Regions from separate parts of the Sus scrofa genome. Here region 1 is linked to region 2. A link is a contact called in public HiChIP or PLAC-seq data. All regions are on one chromosome and are shown on one strand. The core of a region is the stretch at or near the end of the contact, and the rest is flanking DNA. Distances in the headings are between cores, read along the strand shown. Region 1 overlaps GPR107 (protein GPR107). Region 2 overlaps FNBP1 (formin-binding protein 1).

Region 1 (3,628 bases), core at 750-3,249, 180 kb after region 2:
ATATTTGAAGCTGAATGATTCCATGTAGGTTTTTCAGGGACTGGCCGTTTTCCTTATGTAAGTAGCAGGGCTAGGAAAGATAGAGCTCTTGGCGGGGACCCTGAACAGCCTGTGGCATTTGGAGATTTTAAAGAAAAGAACAGGCAGCCACTTGCCGGAATGGATCCCCTGCCTCACGAGAGGGATCCTGCTAGGTGCTGGTGACAGGGAGCCTTGTGTCAGGTTTCTCAAGCTACCTGCCGTTGGTCCGCCAGCGCGCATGTGCCTGATTGCGAGTGGGCAGGTGAAGCGCTCGGCAGTGGGAGGAGGGCCGTCCTCCGGGGCATTTCCGGCTTCGCTTCGCAAGGCACGTGGTGGGTCAGCCTCTGAAAGGCGCTTGTTTGATTGCAGATAGACTACCACTACATCTCCTCCCAGGGCTTCCCGATCGAAGGCTGGGCCGTGGTGTACTACATCACTCACCTGTGAGTCCGCAGGGGGCCCGGGAGACGCCCCTGCCGTGACGCGACCTTCCAGAGAAGCCGGGGGAGCCGTGGGGTGGGGGGCGGGTTCCTGCCAGGTCAGAGGTGTGTGGCGAGCAGGTGGCCGTTCCGACTTGAGGACGTGGGGCTATCGGCTTGCTCGTGGGGGGGTGCCCCCTGCAGCAGCGGCCGGTCAGATAGTGGGGTGCGGAGCCTGGAGAGAAGTGGTGCCTCTCTTCTGCAAGAAATCCCTGAAGTCGTAGCATGGGCTGTAGCTCTCACTCTTAGAGTGAGTCTAAGAGACCCTTTGGTGCTCACTGAGTTTTCCCTTCTGCAGCCTGAAGGGGGCGCTGCTCTTCATCACCATCGCGCTCATTGGCACCGGCTGGGCTTTCATCAAGCACATCCTTTCTGATAAAGACAAGAAGATCTTCATGATCGTCATCCCGCTCCAGGTAAAGGGGCCCTCACCCCGTGGTCTCATTCGCTCCTGACCCCAAGCACGGCCCAGCTCAGGCCTGTGTGGGCAGGGGGCGTCGGCTGTCCCGGAAACCCCAGCCTCTGCCCTCGGGATTGAGGACTGGGCGTCTCGACCTGAGTTTTGATGACCTAGACCTTGGGTCATCGCCCTGGGAGCTGCCACACCATCCGCCGTCCTTGGGCCGGTGGGTGACGAGGGAGCTGCTGAGATGTCGGGGAGACACGCTGCCTACTTTCTGCCTCTGTTTGCCCTGTAACCAGCTGATCCTCTTAGCAGAGACACTCAGCTACCCGGCGGTGTTATTAATAAAATATTTTAAAACCGTGAATGACGTACGTCAGTGAGTAGAATATTAGGTATTGGGCCCGACGTTTATTAAATGCTTCGTATGTGTAGGGCCCTGGGCTGAGGCCAGCTTTACAAGCTTGAGAGCCCTTCAGGGGAGGAGCCTTGGCTCGCGTGTAAGTCTTCCTGGGGATAGAACAGGGACGAAAGGGACGCGGAGTCAGCAGGGGGATCCTAGCTGAGATGCACAGCTGCCCAGCGCTGCTCGACCAGAGGGCATCTGTTGGGTAAACTTGTTCGCAACAGCTGATCATTTCGGAGCCCAGGCTAGTGTGGCAGCTGCGCAGGGAAGGGGACGGCTCTCCAGGCCCCAGGTCAGCTGGCTCGACGCTGGTGATGGGCAGTTTGGCGATGTTGGCAGCTGGGCTATCTTCCCATTCAATGCTAAGGGACATAGGTTAGTGCGCGAGGAATGGTACAGACCAGTTGCTGTAGGTTTCCAAGGAGAGAGTGTTCGCCCCCCTCTGCATGACCAGAAGGGCTTTGTGGTAGAGATGGGAAAGAACCAGGACAGAGGCAGACCTGACAGTGCCGTCTAGTGAGCAGGAGAGGCCAGGGGCTGCACGGCGCTTGGCCGTTCATTCAGCTGCCAGGGCCGCCACTCTGCTGTGCTGAGTTCTTCCGCCAGCCAAGGTCTCAGAGCTTGGACGTGATGGGCCACGGTCCTCCTCCCCGTCTTCCTGCTGCTCCATCCCCTTCCCCTCCTGTTTGCATCCTCTTGGCCCAGCCGGAACTGTGACGTAATGCTTGTGCTCCCCAGAAGGAAGACAGCCCACAGTTACAGGGCAGGTCACTGAGGACACAAGGCCATTTAAAAATTAAATATAAGGAAATTATAAGTATTTAAACATAAGGACTAGCCTGCAAAGTCCTCCAACATCAGCCTAGAAAGTGCAGCTGTTTCCCTTTGGCTACAGAGAGTCACTGTGCATTTCTGGGTAGGGAGTGGGCGAAGTAAAAATGGAATTTCAGGAGTTCCCATCGTGACTCAGTGGTTAACAAATCCGACTAGGAACCATGAGATTGCCGGTTCGATCCCTGGCCTCGCTCAGTGGGTTAAGGATCCGGCGTTGCTGTGAGCTGTGGTGTAGGTCGCAGACGCGGCTCGGATCCCACATTGCTGTGGCTCTGGGTAGGCCGGCAGCTACAGCTCCGATGAGACCGCTAGCCTGGGAACCTCCATATGCCTTGGGTGCGGCCCTGAAAAGACCAAAAAAAAGGAGTTTCAAGGACATTGTTGGCACTTGGTTCCACAGCAGCCCCTCTGGGGGCATTTTGTGCCTCCCATTAAGAGTGTGAACTATGCACACAGTGCCATCAGCCGTTTCAGCTGGGAAAGGCTTTGTTTCCCATGTGTCGTCATAGGCGGAGTCAGTCATGGGCGGAGTCATAGACGCAGACGTTTAGGAGCGACTGGGCTTCAGGGGGAGCCCAGAGGCGGGGTCTGAGGTAGGACAGTGAAACTTCAAACTAGTTTTTGCATTTGTATTAGGTGAAAGATGGCTTCCGTGATGATTTAGCTGCTAAGTCCTAGATGGTAAGAGAAACTACCCTTCCCACGTCCTAGCGCCAGGTGTCACATTTTTGTAGACGTGTAGGGAGCTACCTGTAGGGAGACAGAGTATTGGGGACCGTGGACTTCTCATGGAATTGTCATCTCTGCTTTCAGCCTAATGATGATCTTCGAAAGAATATCTCATAAATCATGCTCCCTTATGCTCAGTAGTACCAGTTTTTAATTTTTATTTATTTTATTTTTTGATTTTTTAGGGCTTCACCCGCAGCATATGGAAGTTCTCAAGTTAGGGTCCAATTGGAGCTATAGCTACCAGCCTATGCCACAGCCACAGCAGTGCAGGATCACGGCAACACCAGATCCTTAACCCACTGAGCTAGGCCAGGGATCCAACCCGCAACCATATGGTTCCTAGTTGGATTTGTTTCCACTGTGCCACACAGGAGCTCCGTACCTCAGTTTTTAAAACACCGCCGTCTGCTTAGCCAGCATGGCCTGCTGAGAGCTTGATGGCAGCACTGAACACACAAGGCACAGCCTTCACTTTGGAAATTGAAGCAGGGTGTGGATGCTGAGAGCGCAGCGCGGTGGGGAGAAACACGCTGTGGAGCAGGCTGAGCGGGTTGTTCCTGTGCGGATGGGCGTGGCCACGCACGCCCAGGGCTGAAGCCGGCCCTCCTTGCTGCTCTGGTCTCTGATAAAGCACCCCGTTATCTGACCCTGGGAGCCGGAGCCCTGGGGCAGGGAGAGTGCAGCCTGAGGGCATGGGCATCGTGGTGGATCTGATGCAGAGTGCCACCTGTTTCTGACTCTGCTGAGGCCGAA
Region 2 (3,987 bases), core at 174-2,673:
CCTAGGGAGCAGGGAGTTCCTGTTGTGGCTCAGTGGGTTAAGAACCTGACTAGTATCCATGAAGACTCAGGTTCCACCCTTGGCCTCGCTCAGTGGGTTAAGGATCTGGGGTTGCCTCTGAGCTGTGGTGTGGGTTGCAGACATGGCTCAGATCCCGTGTTGCTGTGGCTGTGGTGTAGACTGGCAGCTGTAGCTCCGATTCGACCCCTAGCCAGGGAACTTCCGTATGCCGTGGGGACGTATTGAGATGCACCCTCCAAGCCCTTCCTTGCACCTGACACCAGCCGGCAGCCCAGGCGAGGGCTGGCTGGAGAGCCGGAGCTGGGGCCCAGCCTGGGGGTACCAGGGGCACTGGGCTCCCCGGGCAGAATGCCCCAGCACCCAGGGGAGCGTCCCCACCCCCACTCTTCCGGGACCCAAAAGAGGAAAATGAGGAAATCCCCTATTTCCTCCCACAGCTTTTGGGCCCTTAGCTCTGAGGCCAGAGGCCCCAGGGTGGGGGGCGGGGGGAGGGGGCCTTCTCAGCTTCCGCTCTGCCTCCTGTGGCCCAGCGCCGTCTCCAGCTAACGGGAGGTCATTTAAGAACGTGCCATTCCCTGAGCCACCTGGACAGAGGCAGAAGGCTTTAAAGCAGGGCATAATGCATGCAACTCGGAGAAACAGCTCCCACCCACAAAGGCTGTGTGCTGAGTGCCAGTCTGCAGTCTTTGCACTTGAATCCCAGGTCTGGCAGCACAGCTTGTGCCCCCTCTTCTCAGAAGAGGCCAGCAGCGAGCAGGGAGGAGGAGAGGCCTTCTCTAGGCAAGGTGGACAGAGACGGGCCTGGGCTCCCCCACTGCCTAGGACACGCGGGGACATTAATCCCCATGTGGCTAGGCCAGCTGCTTGTTACCGTTGGCTTCTGGCTCCTTCCCTCACTCAGACCCGCGTCATCCATTTTTTGCTGTCTCCTGGATACTGCAATTTCAGAGGTCTCTTTTGCCTTAATTAAAAAAGAAAGGGCAGGAGTTCCCATCGTGACTCAGTGGTTAACGAACCTCTGACTAGTATCCATGAGGATGCGCGCAGGTTCGATCCCTGGCCTCGCTCAGTGGGTTGAGGATCTGGCGTTGCTGTGGCTGTGGTGTAGGTCGGCAGATGTAGCTCTGATTGGACCCCTAGCCTGGGAACTTCCATATGCCCATGGTGCAGCCCTAAAAAGACAAAAAAGAAAAGAAAGAGCAGGCATACTTGAAGCCCCTGGTTCTGCCCATTTCCTTCCTGGTCAACCTCTTGGGGACGCTCGTGCTGCCCCCCTCGCAGGCGCGCTTCTCTCCCACTAGGGGTCGCCAGCGCCTCTGCGCGGCGGCTGCAGGGGCGGGCCTGGGCGTGGCCAGCAGCTGGGGGCGGGGCGAGAGGGAGAGGCGGGGCCGAGAGTCCCACACCGCCCGGTGTGAGTCAGGGGTTTCTGTGCTCAGCGCGGCTGCCTTCGGCTGCCACGGGAACACCAACTGCACCTGTCTGCGTGGCCGCTGCTGCTTTCCGACCTCGAAGGGGCGGAAGCGGGTCGCAGAGGTCGAGGTGCCTGGAGGGGTGAGGTGTCACCTCCCCAAACGCTTGAACGCGGAGTAGGTGCATGAAGATGGGAGAAAGTGGGCGGCGTTTCGGACCCGCGAGCTCAGGGCCAGGACAGGCTCCGTCTCGGAGCCGGAGTGAGCTCGGAATCAGAGCTGGCATCTGTGAAGCGCTGTGGCTGTGGCGTCGACCAAGTGTTTTCCCAACTGTCTCCACGGCGTCCTCACCCCATTGCCGGGGAGACTGAGGCCAGAGAAGCGGCGACCCGCGCCCCCACCGAGCCCAGCTCCTAACAGCTCGATGCTGGGAAGGAAGGTTCTGAGTGAGACAGGTGGAGACATTCTGTGTCTTAGACTCCTCCCAAATATGATAAAAAGCCCGGGAAGAACATGCTGGAAACATTTTCCCCAGATTAATTAACAGTTTGCTGACAACCTAGACAAGGAGGCCTCAGTGGGAAGCCGCCCCCACCACCTAGACCGCCCAGTTCCCTGGACCACCCATCTCTTCCTGAGAAGCCTGACTTGATTGTTCAGCTTTGGCTCCCCGGCCCGGCCTCCCCAGCACAGGCGGCAGCAGCCTTTGCTGAGAACTTGGCAGGACTTTCTTGCTGGAAAGGCCAGTCACGTGCCTCCGTGGGGGAGGCTGAGGCCTGGTCTTACTAGTGGCCTCGCCTCCCACCCCTCAGCAAGTGACACTTGGCATTAGCGAGGCCACCCCATGGCTCACTTCATGTTTCACTCCCTCAACAACCATTTTCCTGACTTGACCCTTTAGAGAGAAGGTGTGAGCACAAACCAATCCTGTCTTCCCTCAAAAGCCTGGGGCGAGACTTTCAGGGCGGGCTATGGACAGGGCCTCCCGCTGGACCCATCCTCGCCCTTAAATGCTGCACTGCCCTCGGCTTCACAGAAACCCGAGATGATTCCTGCCAAGCTGCCAAGGAGAGGGACATCAGATGGCCGGTGAAACGCAAGGCTGCTGCAATTTCATGGCCCCCCATAGCAGGGTCCTTGGAAGCCCTGAGCAGCTGCCAGCTGAATCTGCAGGCACCAAAAAAAAGTCCAGGCCATAAGGAGCTTCCCTCAGTCCCTGGACTGAACCAACCTGAATCCCAACCGCTTTCTCCCGGTGGGTGGGGGTGGAATTCAGAGCTCGCTGGGTCTCGGGGCCCCGCCCTAAGCAGATGGCGACGTGACTTGGCCTGGGCTTACACAGCAAATCAGTGACATGCAGATGGCAGCCCAGCCTCCAGCCCTGGGGACTCTGACGGCTTTCGTGACCAGGGTCCCCTCTCTGTGCAGTGAAACAGTCCCGTGATAACCGTGCCAGAAGTTATACTTTTATTTAACATTTAGAGGATTAACAGATAGTTACAAGGTCAATAGAAGCCTTCCAATGGAAGCACTTTATTTGGTTTAATTCCATCTCCAGAGACACAGGGGCCATTCCAGAACCTTTACAACGGCAATGGGCCATCACAACACCGAAATGCCTCCAAAGTGTAGAATTCGTGCCATACACACAAATAAACCCTGAAGTTTAGCGGTTGCCCAAGATCAGGTTAAAACAGAAATTTGGATCACTTCTTCAAGAGGTTTTCTGATGACAGAAGCACAGGAGGCAGAGCCATTAGGAAGCGTGAAATCGACTTCTCTGGGAAAATACTTAACATCAGCATAACTTTTTCATGTTCGGTTAACTTTTCCTCAGTAATTACAGATGTGACCAAACGGCCTTAGAGGCCTCCGCGCTACCGCTGGGAGACAGGCTCCTCTGTCTAACAACCTGAAAGCTTCAAGATGATCTGATAAAAACCCAAAGGAAAAAAATCCCATTACAACTTCCCATGCCTTTTTCTTGCTTTCCATCCTGCAAAGGAAAAATTGGGTAAATGACAAGTTCCTCTCTCTCTCTTTTTTTTTTTAAGTTATTTTAAGGGCAGCTTCTTCAAAAAAATGAGTCATTCTTACAACAATGTTCTAGCATCGGAGGAGAAATGACGGGCAGCGGAGACGAGGGAGGGCTGAGAAGCACGTGAGAAATTCCAGGTTCTACTCTAAGTGAACTGCTCCGTAATAATATATAGATGATTTCACAGTAGGATTCCCAGAGAAAATGGTAATATCTCAACTATCCTATAATAACTTATTTCCTCTAATAAGCTCAGCTGATACAGGCCTGCCCTCTCCCCATTGCCACACAGACGGTGGAGAAGTAAATACCAAAGTTAACATTGAAAAGCACTTGTTATCCATTCCTTTTTGGACGCAAGTGGTACAGGAGAGAAAAAAAAAAAAAAAAAGGCACAGGGAACACAAGAGGATACCAGCATACTCTATATTGGGTTTAATGGACACCAAAAAGAACAAATTACTGCGCTTATATCTTTTCCTCTATGTTGGAAAACATTAATCTATCCTGGCCCCTAAT

The links. HiChIP or PLAC-seq counts read pairs in DNA pulled down with a chosen protein or histone mark.
Region 1: an H3K27ac HiChIP or PLAC-seq map of skeletal muscle shows a contact between it and region 2. The contact joins two enhancer-like sites. A contact is called at or near these places in 1 of 5 promoter capture datasets (liver), 8 of 47 Hi-C or Micro-C datasets (alveolar macrophages, embryonic fibroblasts, mesenteric adipose tissue and 3 more) and 2 of 2 datasets of contacts at active chromatin or transcription factors (alveolar macrophages and skeletal muscle).

The regions. Positions count from the first base shown.
Region 1 is chr1:270,222,727-270,226,354 of Sscrofa11.1, forward strand. GPR107 (protein GPR107) reads left to right here. Exons shown (of 18, transcript XM_021070180.1): 11 at 391-464; 12 at 799-916. Among named protein-coding and RNA genes, the nearest start is that of GPR107, 34 kb to the left of the region's middle. Within about 2 kb of position 2,000, at least 18 of the 83 cell types and tissues checked have an H3K27ac peak or open chromatin away from gene starts, as enhancers often do. A contact at or near this core is called in alveolar macrophages and skeletal muscle, where this site is marked.
Region 2 is chr1:270,039,493-270,043,479 of Sscrofa11.1, forward strand. It overlaps FNBP1 (formin-binding protein 1), which reads right to left. Exons shown (of 18, transcript XM_021070148.1): 18 at 2,875-3,987. Among named protein-coding and RNA genes, the nearest start is that of USP20, 46 kb to the left of the region's middle. Within about 2 kb of position 1,424, at least 40 of the 83 cell types and tissues checked have an H3K27ac peak or open chromatin away from gene starts, as enhancers often do. A contact at or near this core is called in alveolar macrophages and skeletal muscle, where this site is marked.